2 separate regions of the Mus musculus genome follow, and region 1 is linked to region 2. The links are chromatin contacts, called in public targeted proximity ligation maps. All regions are on one chromosome and are shown on one strand. The core of a region is the stretch at or near the end of the contact, and the rest is flanking DNA. Distances in the headings are between cores, read along the strand shown. Region 1 holds the start of Ms4a8a (membrane-spanning 4-domains, subfamily A, member 8A). Region 2 holds the start of Zp1 (zona pellucida glycoprotein 1).

What was found.
Region 1: a contact with region 2 is called in a targeted proximity ligation map of pancreatic cancer cells. A contact is called at or near these places in 1 of 130 datasets of targeted methods (pancreatic cancer cells) and 1 of 9 other capture datasets (liver).

What each region holds. Positions count from the first base shown.
Region 1 is chr19:11,079,746-11,083,229 of GRCm38.p6, forward strand. Ms4a8a (membrane-spanning 4-domains, subfamily A, member 8A) reads right to left here and starts at 1,358. Exons shown (of 7, transcript NM_022430.2): 1 at 1,239-1,358. The coding sequence starts at 1,351.
Region 2 is chr19:10,918,419-10,922,221 of GRCm38.p6, forward strand. It overlaps Zp1 (zona pellucida glycoprotein 1), which reads right to left and starts at 2,183. Exons shown (of 12, transcript NM_009580.2): 1 at 1,986-2,183; 2 at 962-1,083; 3 at 284-647; 4 at 51-194. The coding sequence starts at 2,157.

The DNA.
Region 1 (3,484 bases), core at 108-2,607, 160 kb after region 2:
GCACCTTTTGTAAAAAGCCAAGTGTAGGGCCAGTGAGACGACTCAGCAGGTAAAGTCATTTCTGCCTGGTGACCTTGAGTTTGGACCCTGAGACTCACGTGGTGGAAAGAGAGAACTGATTCCTAAAATTTGTTCTCTAATTTCCAAGAACATTTAGTGGCACTTGTGTGACCATAAACAATAAGTAAATAAAGTATAATAACAGTAATTAATAATAATAACAAGTCTATTGATATTGTCTTTATTGCTAGGTGCACCTGTGGGACAGGAGAGATGGGATCTCTGGAGAGCGAGTAAGGGAGACACCCTATATAGTCCTGTGGTCTCCATATACATGTGAACACACATACTTGATCATGTGCATGCACACGCACACACATAGGACATTAAACACTTTAAAATAACCAAGAATGATTTTTACCTGAGCAATTCAACCCCACCTATTTGTTAACACCATCTTAGAGATAATGTTAAACTTCTATTTCAGGGCTTGTTGAGAATGCCAGGCATATGCCAGGTAAGTGCCAGGCAACCAACACTTTACAAATGCTTCTCTTACAGTTTTAACTTGTCCCATGGATGAAAAAGTAAAGCCCGGAGAGGCTAGGCACTCCCGGAAGCCAGGCTGTGCCATTTCACTCTTTGCATGTCTCCTACTATCTTGATCCTGTTTTGTGTACAGTGGAATTATCTGATCTCAGAGTCCCACAGGTAGAAAGACTCTTGGGGAACATGGAGTTTAGTTCTCTTAGATTTTGGAAAAGGAAACAGAGTGTGACAGTAGTGTTGACTTCTCCAATGTCATGTACATATTAGAAAAATGGAGGCCATTGTGCTCAAGGGAAGTCTATTGTCAGTGTAGTGGGTGTGTGTGTTGTCTGGTTTAATTTTCTAGGGCCATTTTATTATTTGTGTGTGTATGTGTGTATGTGTGCCTTCCATGTTACACACTTGGAGGCCAGAAGATAACTGGTGGGAGTTGATTTTATCCTTCTACCCTGTGGGTCTCAGCATTAACCCATACCCAGTGAGTGGTATACCTTTAAAAGTTTCTCTTCTTCCATTCTGTTTTTGGAACAGACACAATAAAATAAGTACAATACACCCTTCTATGTTTTTCACCCAATATACCTCTCCAGCGTCTTTCATCCACTTACATTCCCCATGTCTCATTTGACACAAACCCCTTATCTCCATTCATCAGCAATTCATATAACCATTTGATCACACACACTCACCTTACTGTGCCCGGTTGCCAAGTAAGTCTCTCTTGCTCCGGTTCCCAACTCTTTGCTGTAGAAAACTTACTCCCCGAGAGATTGACTGCACCCTGTGCAGTTGGGCGATTCATTTAGAATGATCCAAAGTCCTCTCTACTTCTTTCCTGGGTGAGGCCTGGGTCAGCAGCTGGTCAGAGCTTCCACACCCACATTTGCTTCCTGTTTTAGTTATGGAACCAATTAAATACAGCTCATTTTGTCAAGGGCTTCAAGGTGCCTGAATGGAGAGTTGAGGTTGTGCTGGGTGTTCTAGGAGACAAAAGAATGACCTGGACATTCAGGGCTGGATGTACTGTGCTGAAATAGAGGACAGGTTGACTCAGTTTCACAGCAAAGAAATACATGATCCCAGGAGAACACAGAGAGAGCTGTGGAGCTGGAGTGCTTAGACACTTGAAATCATTGAACTGCAATGAGAAAAGATGGAATCAATGGATAAAATGAAAGTTACACTCAACTCTCTTCCATAGGTTTAAAGTCATTTACTTTTATGTAACGTGTATGGATATTTTGCCTCTATGTATGCTTATCTGCTTTGTGTGTGCAGTGACTGCTCTCACAGACAGTTGTGAACCACCATGTGGTTGCTGAGAATAGAACTTGGGTATGCTGCAAGAGCAGATGTCTCTTAACCATGGAGTCATCTCTCTCTTCCCTTCCATTTATTTATTTATTTATATTTATTTATTTATTTATTTATTTATTGTAAGTACACTGTAGCTGTCCTCAGACACTCCAGAAGAGGGAGTCAGTTGTGAGCCACCATGTGGTTGCTGGGATTTGAACTCCTGACCTTCGGAAGAGCAGTCGGGTGCTCTTACCCACTGAGCCATCTCACCAGCCCCCCTTCCATTTATTTTTATCTCACCTGGAAAATAAGGATCTTGTCTGAGAACTGCTGTACTGGAGCAGTGAGGTCTTTGGAATCAGATGTGACATATTGACTTTTTAAAAATTCCAATTGGCATACGAAAGACACTCATTAGACTCTCCCTGACTGAGCACACTGAGATGAGAGGATGGCTGGCACTTTGCAAGCTGACCAACTGAAAGAACATTATAGGCAGAGGCTATCGAAAGGGACAAAGCCAAGAAGGGAAGAAAGCACAGGACAAGTTTTGGGTAGGCACACACAAGGGACATTGAAAGCAAAAAGGATGAAAAATTCTAATTCAATCAAACCTTGCCAATACCCTTTTCAGATTTGCCCCCAAGTTTTTAAAGCCAGCTTTTTATTAGACCTTATCTGTGGGATCATTTCTTCAAATTTGATATTGTTTTATTGTGTGTATGTGTATGTGTGTGTGTCCATGCATGATGTGTGTGTGTCTATAGGTCAGAAGTCTAGATGTTTTCCTCTGTCTTATTTTTTCATTTTTCAAAAAGTTACTTTTAGCATATATTAGTTGTATATAATGATGAGGTTCACTCTGGTGTTTCATACAATTATATACTATATACTTTGCCTTATTTTTCATTTTTCAAAAAGTTACATTTAGCATATATTAGTTATATGTAATGATGAGCATATTCTGATTTATACACTCAATACCTTATTTTGATCACAGTCACCTGTCATTATTCCTGTATTCCTTTCACTCCCGTTGATCCTCTTCCTTTTACCAACCAGCCCCCATCTTTCCTCATGCTTCTCTTCTTTATTTTTAGCGAGCAATATGTTTAATAAAGATCACGTATGGAAACCTTTTGAGGATTTACTTTCGGGTGCATGGGTGGCTTACATATGGCTATCCTGATGAAAGAAATGTCTTTCCTTCCCTCAGCAACCATCAATTAACTGTTCACAGATCTCTAGGAGTGGTATGGCTCCTCCTGCCCCTTTGCTTTATATTTAGAGATGTTAGAGAATTGTTTTGGGGTCTCACAATGAATTGGAAGCTTACGGATCCCACCAGACTGGCTGGTCAGTGAGCTCTGGGTATCCAGCCTTGGAGTGACAGAAGCACTCTGCCTTATCTACCTTTTCTTCATGGGGATTGAACACAGGTCCTTATGCTGCCTCAGCAGGCATTTAGTTCACAAATTCATCTCCCTAGCCCCAGGAATTGTATTTTGACTTATTAAAAACATTTTAATCCAAATCAGAGGGAAGAGGGAGGAAGGCAACTGGATAGGAGAGGGACAGAGGAAAAGGGGAACATGATCAGATATTGGGGTGGGGAATAGGAGTGAAGCCCCGAGTA
Region 2 (3,803 bases), core at 933-3,432:
GGAGACTTCCCCTGCTATGCCAAGGGCGTGCTTGGGATAAGAGGTTATACCTGTGTTGCCATAGTAACAGGGCTCTTCTTTGGTACTGTCATAGCAGCAGCCAGCCTGCTGACAGGTTTCCTTGGAACTTCCATTTACCATGCATGGGATGTGCCCGGAGGCTACCTGGCACCGCTCCTGGGGCAGATGGGTACCTAGGGTTGGTGACAGAGCAGTGAGGAAATGACTGTTTAGAGCTCAAAGGTCCCAAGACACAGACTGTACACAGAGAAGGCCCACATACCTACAGAATCCAGCTCAGTCAATTCCCAGGGCTCCAGCGTGCCCCATTGGGAGTGAGGTACAGTGGATCCAGCAGGTCCAGGTCCTAGGGATGGCGGAGCAGGAGTTGGATGGATGAAGCTCTGTTCTGGGTACAACGTAGTGAGACCAGTGTGGCCAGACCCAGCCAAGGTGTGGTCAGGGATGGGGTGAAGGGCAAAAGCATGAGGTGTAAAAGGCTCAGGTGTGGTGGGTGGAGCCAGGTAGGGGTCCGGAGTCACGGTGTGGTCTGGTTTGGGACAGATCAGTGTGACATCTTGTGCTATATCCACACGGCCATTGGGTAGGACGGCTTGTATGAACACCCTCAGGTGGAACCGCCCATCCTGCAGATGAGAGAGCCATAGAGAGCAGCTGAGTGTGGCCACCTGACACTTCAGGTGAGCGTGAGGGCTGGGCTGGAGGCCAGAGCATGGTGCCTGGCTGTTGACTACACCCAGTCCTGGAGTGGTTGCCACCCAGGCTGGCTGCTGTTAATGGAAACTGAGCATCCCTGGTGGAGAGGGAGCCGATTTGTGGCGTATCTCAGGATCTAACCCGTCACCTACCCACTCCCCACCCCTCATAGGCTCTATTCTTTTCTGGTCATAAGGGGCAGTTAGGACAATCTCCCTCTGTCCTCACATGTGACTCTCCTTACCTTCTCTAGAACGTGGCAGCCTTTGTAATCAGCTGAGAATACTGTGTGCTCCTGGGCCTCACTGGTCACCCAGTGGTAGCAGATAGAGCAGTTATTCACCTCAAACCGGTTCCCAAATTCATCTGGGTAGGGGGAGGAGATTGGGGAGGGAGTCTCAGGTGCTGGAGGGCAAAGGGCTGCTGGGAACCTCTGAAAAGCTCTTGAGGCGGGCTTGTTTCAAGACCTAGTTTTTCTTGCTAGCTCAGCTGTGTGGCCTTAGACAAGTGTCTTTCCCTTTCTGGTTTTGGTTTTCACTTCTGTCGTTGGCTCTTGGTAGCTGGGATAAGGGAGTGTTCACAGGGTGTCAGACACAGACTGAACACCTTATAGCCTAAGTTTAGTTAACCACGTACCTTGGCTGAGGCATCTAGGAATCCCAAGGACTCAGACCAACACAATAGGAGTGAAATGAGGGCAGAGTGAAAGAAGGAAGCTTATTTGTCATCTTAACTGTCTCATTTGGGGACACCTGCTCACTTGCATTGTTATTTCAGAACAGCAAACACCGAACCCCTACCCCACCCCATCCTACCTCACCCCGGGCTGCCCTCACCCTTCTTTTTCCATGCACAGGGCAAGTGTGTGTGTGGGAAGGGGGTCATCTTTCTCACCTCGCAGATGCTGCTCTGAAAGTGAGATTCAAATCATCACACAGAACCCCCCCCCCCACACACACACCTATTCTCTACATTAAATCACACCCCCAAGGGTGTTTTGTGGGCCCGAAGCTTGCAGCTGGAAGTTGAGAGCCCAGCATTTGGAGTCAGGGCCTGTCTTTCCTACAGGTGATTGTTGTGCACAGGGCACAGGAGAGTCCTGTCTCTGTGTGGTGATGGGCAAGAGGCTGGTTCTTGCAGCCCTCTTGAGTGACTGGCCTCTTCTCCTCCAGCGCCTGCCCCCGGGAAGAGGTGCAGCTCCCTCCTTGCAGCAGGCTGGGCTTGGGACTAGGCATGGGAAATTGGGAAGGGTGTCTGCCAGCACTCACCCAGCACCTTGAATTGGACAGTCTGGTTTGGCCTAGGGAACACCAGCAGCTGCATGCCCCGTACCCCACAGTCATAGCTGTATTCAAAGCCAGGCTCGAGATGCAGGCGCTGACCCAATCTCAGGGGAGCTGCCGCCAGCAGAAGCAGGACCACAAAACAACCCCAGGCCATGATGGAGGTCCCTGTCTGTCAGCACAGACACCCACAACAGTCTCTATGATTTCCCCATCATCCTACTTGGGGGGCCAAATCTTTATATGCATCAGGCAGGAAGTGGTAGCCTCTAGGGGCAAAGGAGATCCACCTGGGGGAGCAGCTGCTTAGCCTACAAGGGGCTATGGAGAAACTCCTTCCCCTGAGGCAGGAGAAGGCACGTTCCATCCTGGGTCTATCAAGGATCTTTAGAAAGCTGCTCCTGACCCCTCACCAATTTTCTGTGGCAGCTGGGACTACCCAGGGATTTCTAGCAAAGAGGCTGCAGGAAGGCTATAGGACAGCAGTCATTCCTGAATGCTTCAGTCCACTGACTGGGTGCTTCCCAGTCTCACATGGGTGTGGGAACTTTCTGCCCAGGTATCCTTCTTCCAGGGTTTCCTTCTACCTGTCAGGACCCTGGAAACTGAATACAAGGTTACTCCCTGCCCCCACTCAAGCCCAGCTCCTGGCAGAGCTGGCAGAATGAGGGTGGTGGGTGGTAAGCAATCAGAGACTGGTGGTAGCGCCTCTCAGTGTTCTCATAGTTAATCCTTGGCGATCACATCCTCTGCTAGAAAACACAAAATCCCAGATGCACGAATGTCTGAAATATTCTGAGCACCAATATGATGGCAAAAGTGGAAGTCTGTTCTTGACCTTGTGATGAGTCACACATTACACACATGATACAGCACAAATCAAAATCCAGTTGCTGGGTCCACATGGTGGTACATGCCTGCAATCCCAGCACATGGGAGGCTGAGACATGAGGATCATAAGTTTGAAGGCAGCCTGGGCTACAGAGGGAGAGAGAGAGAGAGAGAGAGTGAGAGAGAGAGGGGGAGAGAGAGAGAGGGAGAGAGAGAGAGAGAGGGAGAGAGAGAGAGAGCAAGAGAGCAAGAGAGAGGGAGAGAGAAAGAGAGGGAGAGAGAGAGCAAGAGAGCAAGAGAGAGGGAGAGAGAGAGAGGGAGAGAGAAAGAGAGGGAGAGAGAGAGAGAGAGAGAGAGAGAGGAGAGAGTGCTTGTTATGTAAGTATGATGATCTGAGTTCAAATTCCCAGCATCCATGTAAACAGCCAGGTGTTTGTAACACCATGACTCTTGGGATCAGAGATAAAAGGATTACTGGGGCTTTCTGGCTGCTAGCCTAGCTCCAGATTCACTGAGAGATCCCGTCCCAAAGGAATCAGGCGCAGTAATGAACAGGTGTGCTGGTTCATTTTTTGCCAGCTTGACATAAGTTAGAGTCATCTGGGAGAAGAAACCTCAGTTGACCTGTAGAAATCAGATTGACCTGTAGGGGAGTCTTCTTGATTGGTGATTGACCCAGGAGGGCCTAGGCCCTGTGGGTGGTGCTACGCATGGGCAGGTGGTCCTGGTTTGTACAAAAAAGTAAGCTGAGCGAGTCACGAGGAGCAAGCTAGTAAGCAGCATTCCTCCGTGGTTTCCTCCTGTCCTGACTCCCCCCAGTGATGCACTATTTGTTACCTGTAAATATAAAATGAAATTAATCTTTTCTTCCCCAGTTTGCTTTTGGTCATGCTGTTTATCACAGTATTGGAAAACAAACTAAGGCAGTGGGGTACCAGACATCCTGCTCTGGCCTCTCCTCATGCATGGGTG